Linked DNA regions of Sus scrofa: regions 1 and 2 are each linked to region 3. Evidence: chromatin contacts called from public HiChIP or PLAC-seq data. All regions are on one chromosome and are shown on one strand. Each heading gives the region's core, a stretch centred on a gene start, on an enhancer-like site or on the middle of the called end of the contact. The rest is flanking DNA. Distances are from core to core; before and after follow the strand shown.

Region 1 (4,282 bases), core at 912-3,411, 79 kb before region 3:
CTGGGCCACAGAAGGAAGGAAGGCACTGAGGCTGAACAAAGGACAGCGGTGTATGTCAGAAGAACGTCCAGAAGGCTAATAATGTCTGGGATGAGTTAAAACACGTGAAACATGTGAATAACCTTCAGGGGTAGGTGTCTATGTGGGGTTTTTCAAGCTTTGATCAGAGCAAGAAACAAAGCAAAGCAGTTAATAGGCCTGCTTGGGGAAGCCAGTGTCATGTGACAGCTGGACAGAAAACCGGCTGCTCACCAGTAGGGTTTCATCTCCTCCACCTGAGAGAAGGCTCATCAAACAGGAAAAGCCCCTGGGGTAAGAGTGACCCAAAGCAGAGGACAGGTATGGAGTTAGGAGCAGGGCCACAGCCACTCTAAGTCCGATCAGGTCTTCAGGCTCAGATGAGTCAGAGCCACAGACGGTCAAAGTACGAGCAGGTGTCACCACTGTAATCCTTCAGAAACCTCAGAGCAACGAACGGTGATGAAAGATGAGGAAGGAATTAACGAGAGGAAGGTTTTAGACATTTACACCAAGGAACTTGGCATCATTACCCAGAAAAGGTCTAGGGTGGAGTCTTACACAGATGAATACCTAAGAAACAAGTGGTGATTGTCAAGTTCTGACACAGATTCACTAGGAATAAGCACCACGTTAACCAATGCCCTTTTGAGATGAGATTTATTACACTGATAGTTCAGTTGAGTGTGATTTCCCTTGAGCCAGGCTCTCACAAAGAGCCCATGACATTCTTGTGAATACAGCGAAAGAAACAAGAGCAACTGGGGGTTTATATATAGATAGGTGAACCACCAGACCACAGGCACATGCTTTTGGCTCTGCCCTTTTCATTTGCGTCAACAATTTGTGACACAAAAGAGGGAGGGACCACCGCCTTGTCAGGTGATAAAAGACCGGATTTTAGAAGTTCCTCACAGGTTATAAGATGAATCAAAGCTAACAAAATGGGAGTTTCCTGGTGGCTCAGTGGGTTAAGAATCTGGCATTGTCACTGCTGTAGCTCAGGTCTGATCCTTGGCCCAGGAACTTCTGCATGCTGCAGGCGCAGTCAAAAAAAAAAAAAAAAAAAAAAGCTAACAAAAATGAAGTTAGGATGAAAACTTGTGTGACAGTGACATCTTTCTGGCAGAAATTGGGCAGAGGGTAGTACTTGGGTTGACAATACGCTTCACTTGAACCAAGAGCCTAAGGTGATCACTGACAAAAGGGGTTATGATGATTCCCAGACAGCCTCCATGTGGGATCCCAACACAGCTTTGGGACCCCAAGAGATCCCCTTCTCGTTCAGAGAGCTCCTCGCAGAGAGCTGAGGTTGGGACTCAACAGGGACCACCACTTTCTGGATACCTCTTAGGAACAGCCCAGCAGCGTAAGGCTGACACTTTAGAAACACCTTCTGGACAACGCTTGCTATTGCCAAAGATGGTCATTCTCAAAACTGGCCAGCATAAGGACCACTGCTGACAGGGGTGAGTCAGGGAGGGGTGGGTGTCAGGAGCATTTCCAACTGGGTGACATCCTTCTCACCCAGTGACCTGTAACTGACGAGCCAAGATCCCTGCATGGAAATGCCCGGTTGGAATGCCTTAGCATCTTTGGAGTTATTTATTCCAAGGAAGGGGACGTCCCCGAAGGAAATGAGTAGATGCCAAGAAGAGAACACAGCCCATCAAAATAGTTCTGACACAGTCCAAACCCTTGGCCGATGAACTTTTGGTTCAATACCTGGAACTCAAGACCAGCCCAGAGAGACTCAGAAACAGGCTCCAAGTGGCTGGGAGCCAAGAAGGTCCAAAGTGCCTTCAGAAACCCCCAGGATCAAAGACACTGGGTTTGTCACAAGCCATGGGGAGCTAAAAGGGGCACCGGACATCATCTAGCTCTTCCTGTTTAAAAAGGTGGGGGGGGTGGGGAGATGGAGGTGCTTAAGAGAAGCAGTGCTGCAGGGTTCCCTAAAATAAGGAAGAATTGGAAGACCCTCGTTCCCAAGTACTTTTTCCAAAATGGGCATTTTTTTCCCCACGCACTATTTGGTTCATTAACAGAAGAACCAGAATGTTTGAACCAGTCGCCCCCTCATCCCCTGTGTTCAGTGAATGGACTTTCCAGTCCTGGAACTGACGCTGAGGTACTTTGGACCCAGGGTGATGGGCAGAATTCAGACAACCCGCAGTGAACTGGAACCAACCTCCCTCACAAAACGGCATCATCCATGAGCAGGCGCTAAGAGCACCGGCCACACCCTACCCTCCATCATCCACGCTGAGGCTTTAACCCTGAACAGAATATTCTAAATCTCAGATATTGTCCAAAAGCTCAGCGACAAGTTTTAGAGATAGAAAATATGGAAACAAAACATTTCTACACACTCCACCTAGTATCCTATACTCCAAGGATGGGTCTGGAAACCACAGGATTCCTTTTTAAAAAAAAGAAAAAATTGACTGCAAGTGGTAGAGATACACGTTGACTTTCCGTCCCCTACGGCTCCCCTTTTCCAGGGTTCTGCCAGCTCTGCCGCTTGCTCCAGGGAGGAAACTTCCAGCCTTTAACACATGCAAAGTCAGGGCCATCTAGAGACAGGAGCAGCAGTGACCGGAGCCAGAAGGGGACAGGCTGACGCCAAAAGCACTGAATGTTTCAAGCCACAAGCCCTGAATCTGCAATTCCTCTATTTACTTAGAAACAGTTGCTGATACTTACCCCAAAGATAAACTAGGACAAACCCGGAAAGGGAAGGGGAAGCAGTGAGCTAAGAGCTGCTGTAAACCTGGCACCATGCAGAGGAAAAGCGCTGTCAGGACTCAGTCTTCCTCCCGGTGAAAAGAATGAAAAAACAGACCGCTAGCAACAGTGACACGAGGCTGCACCCAGGCGCTAAGCAGAGGCAGAGGCTTGCCATGTTCACACATTTAAAAGTCCTCCACAGACAACCTGGTGGTTGAGAGGAAGGAAGGTGGCATTTGGAGTCAGAGGAGGCGACTCGGAGCCCTGGCTCTGCCTCAAGCAAAGCTGTGTGATGATAGGTTCGGCACTCAACCTCTCTGAGTTTCAATTCTCTGTGAACTATGAAACGAATGAGTCGGACTAGCTGCCCTCGTAGTTTTCTTCCAGTTCTAACATTCCGTTCCACGACGAAGGGCTACAGAAGGGCAGGCATGCCCCCTTCTACTCAACACCTTCGGTATGTCAGGTGCTCTGCTGGGTACCAGATGGCCTTGGCTTCAAGGAGCCTGCCAATCCACGTACGCCAGCATCTTGGAAACAAGCTTCTAAGGTACAGAGGGAGGGATGTGGGGACAGGACAAAGGGTCAGCTGCCCAGCAAAGAATGGAACAGAGGGCCGTCAAGAACAGCTCCCCCAAAGTGATGCCCAGGCCAGCACCTGAGGTAGGTAGTGAGGCCAAAGGAAAGAGTAAGAGGAATGACAGATGCAAAAGCACACAGAATGGCTCAAGAGAGTGTGCACGGTGGGAGGGACTCAGAGATAAAGGGCCTTATAAGCCATGTTAAGAACTGTTGTCAGCACACCCAGCGTCCCCCGCTTCCCTCCGCCCCCATGGTCCCCTGCTGTTCACCCTAACATCTCCGTATATAGCCACACTCTCAGGGTCAGCGTATGCCAATACCAGGCCAGCCACCAAGCAGCCATCCAACCCCTGCCCCCCAGCCTGTTCTGAGTCACACAGCCAAGCCCCACCTGCTCTACATCCAGGCTTCCTCCCAGTCCACTCGGCAGGCCTTGCTTTCAAGCCTTTGCTTGGCCCCTAGTGCCCAACCCATGGCAGCTGTTCCAAATAGTTTCCATCTTCCTCAGAGCCCCAACCACATCCCACCCACCAGCCTCCTGCTCAGCAGACAACCCCCCACCTCCTCCGTTGCTGGGAACGACTGTCCAAGCACCGCTCCCACAGCTACTCTTCTGCCCGCCTGTCCCAGCTCCTTTCTGCGTAGCCCAGCCCAAGCTGTGGGTAGCTCTGCTCACAAGCACAAGAAAGTGAAATCACAGTGGTCCACCCATGCAGGGAGTTGCCCAGGCATCTGACTGGGCTCTGACACAGCACACTTAAGTGGGAGGAGGTATATGGATGTACCCCACATGCCGAAAGGCATTACATAAGGACTACTAGCTATTCCAATACCGATGTTTGAATAAACAAGTAAACAGGTTTTGATGTTGAGTTGCAAACACATAGTATCTTCAGGCATGTGAACCATGAAGGCAGTCTACGATTTTGCCAAAGAGATTCTCTCTATAACATAA
Region 2 (4,818 bases), core at 8-2,507, 110 kb before region 3:
TCCTCAGGCCAGGTGTTTACCATATAGTGGTTGGATTGTGAAAAGATGGAAGGAGACTGGGCCTCGGGTGGTAGAACACTATTCCAGTACCTTTGGAACTCATAGGACAGTGGTAGGTGGCAATGACAATGCCTAGGTGGGTGCCAGCTCTGCACACAAAGACTTCTTGAGTAGTAGGCTCTGTTACAAGCTCTCACTTGATGCTTAAAGAGGCAGCAGGGGGCAGTTTAAGACAAAATAAAAATTGGGAGTTTCCATTGTGGCTCAGCGGGTTAAGAACCCAACTAGTATCCATGAGGATGCTGGTTCGACCTCTGGCCTTGCTCAGGGGGATAAGGATCTGGCATTGCCATGAGCTATGGTGTAGGTTGCAGAGGCAGCTCGGATCTGGCATTGCCGTGGCTGTGGCGCAGGCTGGCAGTTGCAGCTCCAATTCCACCCCTAGCCTGGGAACTTCCACATATGCCAGGGGTGCGGCCCTAAAAGGAAAAAAATTAATTAAATAAAAATTAAAACTGCAGCAGTAGCAGTTGTGCTGAGGACGGCACTCGGTGTCCCATCCTTACCACTGGTGGCAACAGTGCTGACATCCTATCCAGTCTATTCCGGGGCCAGGTTTTGGCTCTGAGCCCACCCAACTTAGCCTCCCTGGATTTCTGCTCCTGTTTGAGTGCCATTCTCCTGGCTCCCATAAACCCCAAACTACCTGAGATCTTGCTAATAAATCCCCCTTTTGAGTTTGAGTTGAGTTCACCAGAGGTGGTTTCTGGTCATGTGCAACCCAAGCATCTTGAGCAGCACAAGATGGGGGAGAAGAGAGCCCCCAAAGGTTTCAGTCGGAGGGGAGAGTCTTCCTTCCTCTCTCCTAAGGGGGGCATCCAGAGCTGAATCCTGTGGCTCAGCAAATGGCTTTGTCTCTACAGCCTGAAGAGCTCAGAGTCAGGGCAGCAGAGATGCAATCCAGAAGCAGCACAGACCGAGTCTGACCAGAAGAACGCAGGAAGCTTTGGAAGTCACAATCTAATCCACGCAGTTTATTTAGAGATAGTACAAGTATTACAATCATACGTAGAACATGAGAATTCATTTTATATAAAAACCTCTGACACTTAATATTTGTTTAAAAACTAAACTGTAAAGAGTTGGAGTTGGCTGAGAACATGATGATGGCACATCTTTGGAATTTCTCCCCCAGGTCCCCTCCAGAGGAGGCAGGGGCCTTTGGGTCAAAGCCAAAAGGATGAACAGTGCCATCTAGTGGCAAAACTGGACTGCTGCCAGCGGGTATCCCTGCCGTGATTTGCAGCAGCCTATAGTGTTGCAGCTTGGGTGGGCGAGCCAGGGCCAAGTTGCCTTTCCATCCCTCGGGCTGTGGGGACCTACTGTACTTGATCAAAACACCACAGCATCAACCCAGACATTCCACCAAAAGAACAAGATGTGAAGTAGCCAATCTTGTTAAGAATGCATCCAGATAATTAACGGCTCTGCATGGTCCCTCTCCAAAAGCACGACCCTGTAATTCGTTCATAAGTCTTGATGACACAGAGTGAATAATTACGAAAAAGCGAAAGTTATACTCACGTTTCCAGCTGAAACAGAATCCAATAACTAAATATGGGTTGTTTATTAGGGAAGGAAAGAAGGTCCTTCCTTATATGGATCATTGAGTTTGTCTGTAAAAATGAATTCAAGGTCCAACAAAGATTCTTGGAAGAGAAGGAGCAGCTAGCTGGCCTCTCACGCAGCAATGTTCCTGCTTCTCCTGTGCCCTATGGTGTTTTGCCTCTGCTGCTTCTCCCAAATACTTACATATACATACCTGATCATGTTTCCGGAAGGGAGACACTGTGTCATCCTCAGAATTGAGAATTTAGTGGGTGCTCAGTCATGAACGTGGCCCTTGTCTGTATGTAGCCATCAGAACCTAACTTTCAAGTCTTATCTTCAAAATAACCAAGACCCTCCTTAACTCCATTATAGTTGCCTTAATAGGAACAGACCAAACTCTGGCTTTGAAATCCAATCTGGGACTTGATTTTATATATATCTGCAAAGACTTCCAATAGCTTGAAAAGGACAAGGACATAAAGGACAGCTCACAAAGCCCCAGAATACATGCTTGGCCTTACTGCTTTATACTTGGCTGATCCACCAAGACAGGCACCGTTCTCCAATTTTTTTTTTTTGACAGCTCATCTTCTTCTCAATCTCTCTTAATGTCATATCTCTTCAAATGCACTCTCTACAGTATTGGCGAGGGTGGAGAAGGCTCTTCAGAGAGCCAGAAAGGATCAACACTGAGTCGCGAACATTGCCTTTCAAGGGGAGGAAGTTAGGATAAACTTGACCCCGACCTTAACTTCAGCCTGGAATCCCATGACACGGCTGGGGGCTCAGAACATAACAAGCACATGGTTTCTGTGAAAAGACCGAGGCTCTGGAGAGGGAGCAATAGGAAAGCCTGTCCGAAAGGCCATCCCCCACATCTTCCCATTTCCTCCTGGAATCCCTCCAACGTGGTTTCCGTTCTAACCAATTATCGAAAACAGCCTTCAGAAAGGTTTCCAGGGCACACACATGGCCAAGCCCAATGGTTTCTGCAGTGGTCGGGGCCTCACTGACCTTGCCCCTGAATTAAGACAGTTAACTCCTTCCTCCTCCCACAGGCATGTTCTGGTCCTGATTTCTACTTGTCACTGTGGACAGGTTTACACTGGGCCCTGAAGCTCTTCCTTCTAGAACAGGACCTCTGCAGTATTTCTAGGAGTTCAAAGAGCTCAAGGGCCCTGAGCGGGGTCCTCTTTCCTTTCCAACCGCATGCTCACGCTTCCTAGAGAATGGCACCTGGACTATTAGGACCAGCAGGACCCACGCAGGCTCGCTAGCCCGTTTTCATGGTTTTCCCACCTGTTTTGGAAGAAAATTCCCTGAGCCCCCTCAGGCCACCAGGGAAGCTGTGCTTTTATCAACGGAGTTTCTTGGTCAAATTTCAATGGAGGAAAAAAAAAAATCCATGGGGCTCCTCTGAGCTCAGAGAGGTTGGCTGCACAGGACAAGGCCAAAGGAAAAAAGGCAGCGAACCTCCTACGAATCATGTATCATTTATACTTCCTGAACTTTCCTTGGATGAATGGGTTCTCCGGCTCCAAAACAAAAACAAAAAAAAAACAAAAAAGAAGAAGGTTCATAAACCAGAAATCTAATCTGCCTCCTTATTATGTAGGTGCAAAAACAGATTCAGAAAAGTTCCCCTTAATTTTGCTCTTGAATTCCATCTACTAAGCCGGCTTTCCCTCCCCTCCCTCTTCTTCCTTCCTCAGGGCACCTTCAGCCTTTGGCCTCTTGGCAATGGACGCTGAATTCCACTTGAGAGTCCTTTCACAGCCAACACATGAATTGGATGGTGCCATCTCCCCCTTAGAACTTTCCAATATCACTGCATTACTCACTGAACAATGCAAAGTGCCCTAGTCATCAGGTGCAAATACTGGCCAAGTCCATTACTCATTTTTCCCTGCCTTGCCTTCCTAGTCTCTGCTCCTCCAATCAAGACCGTGAGCCCCCTCCAGTAGGCGGGGTCTTGCTCATCATCTCCTCCAATCAAGGCCATGAGCCCCCTCCAGTAGGCGGGGTCTTGCTCATCTCTGTATCCTAACGCTGGTATGGTGCCTAGCTTAGAGCAAGCACCCAACAGGGAATGTCTGCGCCCTGGGTAGGTCTGGGTCCACTGCTTTCTGTTCTCTTACCACCTCTGTCTCTCCATCCCACACCTAATGCCTCGCCTAGTCTTGTCAATTCTTCCGCCCCCATGACTCATGCGCCCCAGCCACACTCACTGTTCCATTCCATCACCTCATTCCCAGACCCTAACAATGGCCTGATAAGCCTCAGAATCACCCTACAGCCCAGGTCCTGCCATGTTCTGACTGTGGAGACGTTCTACAGTGAGAGTGTTCCTTGGTCAAATTTCAATAAGAGAAAAAATATATATGTATCCATGGGGCTCCTCTGAGCTCAGAGAGTCTGGCTGGGCAGTACTGGGCCAAAGGAAAAAAGGCAGCAAACCTCCTAGGAATCATGTACCTAACACACAGACCCAATGATGCCATCCCAAAAGCAGTTCTTTAGCATCTACCAGGCCCCCAGAATAGTACTTGGCCCAAAGGGGACCAACATGAATCGGACGGCTGCTGTCTTTGAGGCCATCACAGCGTTGCAGGATAACAGACGCGTCCCATTTAAATACAATACGAAGGGTGACCCTCTGCTAGCGATCTAACCTAAGTGTTACAGGAGCATAGAAAGAAAAGAACTAAATTCTGCAAGGAGAGAGCAGCAAGGAATGATAAATACTAAAAGCTCTTAATGTTCAATGGCACACCTTCTACCCTCAGCTCAAATGCCACACTTCGGGAAACATGGTCTAAATATCCAAATTTCACAAGGCTCTGTAAGATGAAGTCCCAATTACTTTTGTAGCCTCATCTCCCCCTTGTGCTCAATAAGCCCTAAACTCCATGTGCATCATATTTGTCATTCCTACTGAATCCTGAACAAGATTTCCCATTTCCAAGTCTTTAATTCCATCATTACTTTCCACTAATACCCTCTCTCTCACCTCCCCCAAATGTTAAGGCCAATCCCACTCACCAGACGCAGTGCCCCCACTCTGCAATGGACGATTTTAATTTTGGTTTAGTTTGGTTTTGTTTGTTTCATTTTGTTTGCTTTCTAGGGCTGCACCTGTGGCCTATGGAGGTTCCCAGGCTAGGAGTCAAATCGGAGCTGTAGCCAGAGGCCTACACCACAGCCACA
Region 3 (4,308 bases), core at 1,204-3,703:
AACCCTGCCCATTCATTCTCTGCAAAGAAAACCCCAGACTCTGCTATCTATATATGGAACTCTATTTTGGAGAAAGGAGAGCCAAACAGGTCTCTATGTTCTGCCAGGAAGAAGTATCTGCTCCTCCTTTCCCATAACTCCTACCTCACCTCCCAACATTCCCAGTACCTTCTGGAAAAGTTCACAGAAACTCTCCAACTAGAATAAAACAAAGCAGGTAAGAGGAGAAAAGAGCCAAGAGGAGGTGAGTGTCAAAGGGATGGCTAACAATACCCTCCTAGCTCTTCACCCTAGGGGCTGGAAAGCATTTATTTTCAGTTGCTAATACCCTGCCAGGAAGTCAGGGAGTAAGTTCAACTCAGCGCCCTCCAGCAGAGAAATGAGCTCCCTGCAACCTCTGGAGAACTAACCCTTTCCTAACCAGCCACACTAACAGTGCCCAGGGCAGAGGTACCAAACAGACCAAACCTTCCAGGCCCTCCTCTAAGGCCAAGAGCCTGAAACACCAGGGCTTGGATGGCAAGGAGCTATTTAAGGCAGCCTCAAGAGGGTGGAGTAGAAAAACTGATGGCAGCATCCTCCTCTATCCCTCCCTCACAGCATGCGCAAACACACACACACACACACACACACACACACACACATACACACATACACACACCCTCTCTCGCTTTGTAGACACCCATCTAGCTCACCTACTCCTTCCTGTAGGGCTGGAGATCTGGAGTCCCCAAATGTCCAGCATGTGTTTTCTGTCGTTGAGGCTGCCCTCCACATCTGCTGATCACCCTATGCTTAATCCACCCCCTTCTCAATCACCGCCAAGCCATCTTTTCAATCAAAAACACAAAACTGAATCTATGGGAGCTCAAAAACCAAAAAGGGGTGTGGAAACAGACAAGCCCTCCCTGGCCTTAGGGGGTGGGGGTTAATGTAAAAATCCTAACATGCCAGACAGATTCCATGATATCTCTAAATGAACCTCCCTCCTATCAACGGTGAAATCAATTAGGGCAATTTCAGCAGGTCCGCCCTGTGACAAGAGGGACGACCCAGCGCTCAGTTTAAAACAAAAATCCAAAGGCTCAGCCAGAACATGCCGGGAAAATCCTGGGTCTGGATGAAACGAGCCCCGCTCAGTGTGATCCTTTCCGCTTTTCTGTAGCAATGTAAAAGCGTAATAAATTCTGTCTGCCCGAAGAAAGCATGCACTGGTGAATTTCAAAGCCATCTTACGACAGCGGATGCACGGGGATGCAGATTTCAACAGCACATACTCCCAAGAAAAAAACGTAATGACTTCAAGCCTTTTCCCTCCTCTATCTTGAATGGCGCTAACGCTTATGAAGGAAGCCTCCTCGGAAAGCAACCAGAAGAGATCTGGGGATGCCCTGGGAATTAAGAGAAAGGAGTTGCTTTCTGTCCATTTCAGAGCTGGCTAGCAAGATGCTGCCTGTCACTCTGGGGGATGAAGGAGCATGGGCGGATGAGCAGGCACCGGCGTCCCCGGACACGGCGACACACACACACACTCATTCTGACGGGTCCTAGGCCAGACACTAGTCCTTGGGCCCCTCCCGCCGCCCTCTCTCCCACAGGGATGCTGATGAATGAACACACCTGAGATGGCTCCATTCTGCCGCTCACTCCCTCCTTCCTCCTCTGGCTGTTGCAGAGGAGCCCCTCCTCGGTAGTTTCACTTTACAGCGCAAACCCACCCGAGCTTTGATGTCTCCTCCACCCACCCATATTGTAGCCAGCCTGAAGACGGCGGACGTTCTCTCCTAGCAGAGGCCATGATCTCACATACCCACACCTACCAAAAAAAAAAAAAAAAAAAAAATCCCCGGAATCCCTCAGAACCTCTGCATCCTGGAGAACTTTCCTTTAAAGACTGGGGATCCACCTAGCAGGAAGGAAGGAGGGTTCGGCAGAGGAGGGCTACGGTTTTCCCTCTAACTACGGGGGATGCTCTGGGGGAGGGGGTCCCCCAAATCCTTCCAACAGCTGGCCCTTTAAACGCGCCTCCTCCGAGCGCGGAACAAAGGCGCCGCCCGCGGGGGCCGGGCCGGCGCACGCCCACGGCGCTGGCGCTGCAGATCAGGCGAGCTCGGGCTGAGGGACTGCTGGCGCGGGCTTACCTTGCGGGTCTCCGGGCGGGCGGGCTGGCTGCGCGCGTCCTGCCCCACTCGCACTACACGCTGCAGTTGGCCCCGCTCTGTTTTTCTGGGACTCGAGGCTGACTTCACCGACACTCCGCGACCGGCCAATGGGCTGCGGCGGCCGCCCCCTCATTAGCATGCGTCTGGAACTGTCCACTCCCGCGGCGCCTGGGCGGCGGGCGGTGGTAGGAGGCGGGGCCAGGCCTGGCCGTGACAGGAAGGGGCGTGTGCGCCAATGAGAGGTGAGAAAGCGCCGCACCGCCCAGCCCCGCGACATTGTGAGCCCTGGGCGCGGGCCCGCGGATCTCCAGCCGATAACGTGCACGCGGTCCCAGTAACCCTTTCCGTCCTGGCCGGCTTCAAGCTGGGCGGGAGGCAGGCGGGACACTCCCTCTGGTCCTACACAGGGGTCGCCCACGGGAAACTGGGAAGGAATCTTAGACAAAAAAACAGCTAACCTGTCTTGAGTGCATATAACTTCTTAACCCCGTGTCCCAGTTTGCGTATCTTTAAAATGATATAGTAGGAGTTCCCATCGTGGCGCAGTGGTTAACGAATCCCACTAGGAACCATGAGGTTGTGGGTTCAATCCCTGGCCTTGCTCAGTGGGTTAAGGATCTGGCGTTGCCGGGAGCTGTGGTGTAGGTTGCAGACGCGGCTGGGATCCCGCGTTGCAGTGGCTCTGATTAGACCCCTAGCCTGGGAATCTCCATATGCCGCTGGAGCGGCACTAGAAAGAGGCAAAACGACAAAAAAATAAAAATAAAATGGTATAGTAACAGTACCAATTTTGTAGGATATAGAGAAGATTAATATTGTTCAAGTGTGTAAAGCGTTTTGATCAGTGTCTGGCCGTCATGCTTCATAAATGTTTGCTGCTATCGTTATTATACTGTATACCACCCAGTATACTTACTTAATGATTCCTAGCTTTTCTCTCATTTAATCCTCATTGTTTTATGAGTCGCCATTACTAGTTCATATTTTTCAAGTGGTAAAAGAAATCTTGCCACTTGCAAAAACATGAATGGAATTTGAAGGCATTTAGGCTAAGTGAAATAAGTCTGACAGAGAAAGACAAATACCAAATTATCTCATTTATATGTAAAATCTATTAACAACAACCACCACCACCAGGCTCATAAAGAGAAAAGAGGTAGGAGGGTATAGGAGAGGGGCAAGCAAAATGTGAGAAGGATTCAAGAGGTATAAACTTCCAGTTATAAAATAAATGTCATGGGGGATGTGATATACCGCATGACAACTATAGTTAATAACTGTATTGTAAATCTGGAAGTTGCTAAGAAAGAAAATCTTCAAAGTTCTCATCACCAGAAAGAAAATTCTGTCACCATGTTCAGTGATGAATGTTAATTAGAATTATTGTGGTGATCATTTTGCAATAAATACGAATACCAAACCATTATGCTGTATACTAATATAATGCTGTATCTTTTTTTTTTTTTTTTTTTTTTTTTTTTTGGTTGCTATTTCTTGAGCCGCTCCCACGGCATATGGAGATTCCCAGGCAAGGGGTCTAATTGGAGCTGTAGCCACCAGCCTACGCCAGAGCCACAGCAACGCGGGATCCCAGCCGCGTCTGCAACCTACACCACAGCTCACGGCAACGCCGGATCGTTAACCCACTGAGCAAGGGCAGGGACCAAACCCGCAACCTCATGGTTCCTAGTCGGATTCGTTAACCACTGCGCCACGACGGGAACTCCTAATGCTGTATCTTAACTATACTTCATTTAAAAACGTCTAAAATGTCATTGGTATGTAATGTATAACATGGCGACTATAGTTAATACTGAAATGTATGTGTATTTGAAAGTTGCTAAGAGAGTAAATCTTAAATGTTCTCATCACAAGAAAAAATATATATATTTTTCAAGTGGGAAAACTGAAATGGTTTAAGTGGCTTGGTCAAGGTCACACAAAACCTGGCGTAATTAGCATTTGAACCCAGACTTTGAGATTTCATTCAGGCACCACGTTAAATAAGCAGCTCCATAGCAGGCATATGCTAGGTCCAGAGGTTATGAAGAAAATAACAATCAAGACCCCTCCCCTCAGGAAGCTTCCACTTTAGTGAAGGAGACAGAGAAAAAAACAAGCAAACAAATTTTTAAAAGACCAGGAG

The links. HiChIP or PLAC-seq counts read pairs in DNA pulled down with a chosen protein or histone mark.
Region 1: a contact with region 3 is called in an H3K27ac HiChIP or PLAC-seq map of skeletal muscle. The contact joins the enhancer-like site here to the promoter of SORBS1 in region 3. A contact is called at or near these places in 2 of 5 promoter capture datasets (both in liver), 11 of 47 Hi-C or Micro-C datasets (alveolar macrophages, brain, embryonic fibroblasts and 4 more) and 1 of 2 datasets of contacts at active chromatin or transcription factors (skeletal muscle).
Region 2: an H3K27ac HiChIP or PLAC-seq map of skeletal muscle shows a contact between it and region 3. The contact joins the enhancer-like site here to the promoter of SORBS1 in region 3. A contact is called at or near these places in 5 of 47 Hi-C or Micro-C datasets (alveolar macrophages, embryonic fibroblasts, heart right ventricle and 2 more) and 1 of 2 datasets of contacts at active chromatin or transcription factors (skeletal muscle).

Annotation. Positions count from the first base shown.
Region 1 is chr14:107,055,875-107,060,156 of Sscrofa11.1, forward strand. All of the region lies in intron 2 of SORBS1 (sorbin and SH3 domain-containing protein 1), which reads right to left. Among named protein-coding and RNA genes, the nearest start is that of SORBS1, 79 kb to the right of the region's middle. Within about 2 kb of position 2,162, at least 24 of the 83 cell types and tissues checked have an H3K27ac peak or open chromatin away from gene starts, as enhancers often do. A contact at or near this core is called in brain, liver and skeletal muscle, where this site is marked.
Region 2 is chr14:107,023,669-107,028,486 of Sscrofa11.1, forward strand. The region is part of intron 2 of SORBS1 (sorbin and SH3 domain-containing protein 1); the gene reads right to left. Among named protein-coding and RNA genes, the nearest start is that of SORBS1, 110 kb to the right of the region's middle. Within about 2 kb of position 1,258, at least 25 of the 83 cell types and tissues checked have an H3K27ac peak or open chromatin away from gene starts, as enhancers often do. A contact at or near this core is called in liver and skeletal muscle, where this site is marked.
Region 3 is chr14:107,135,016-107,139,323 of Sscrofa11.1, forward strand. SORBS1 (sorbin and SH3 domain-containing protein 1) reads right to left here and starts at 2,454. Exons shown (of 27, transcript XM_021074174.1): 1 at 2,142-2,454. The coding sequence starts at 2,439.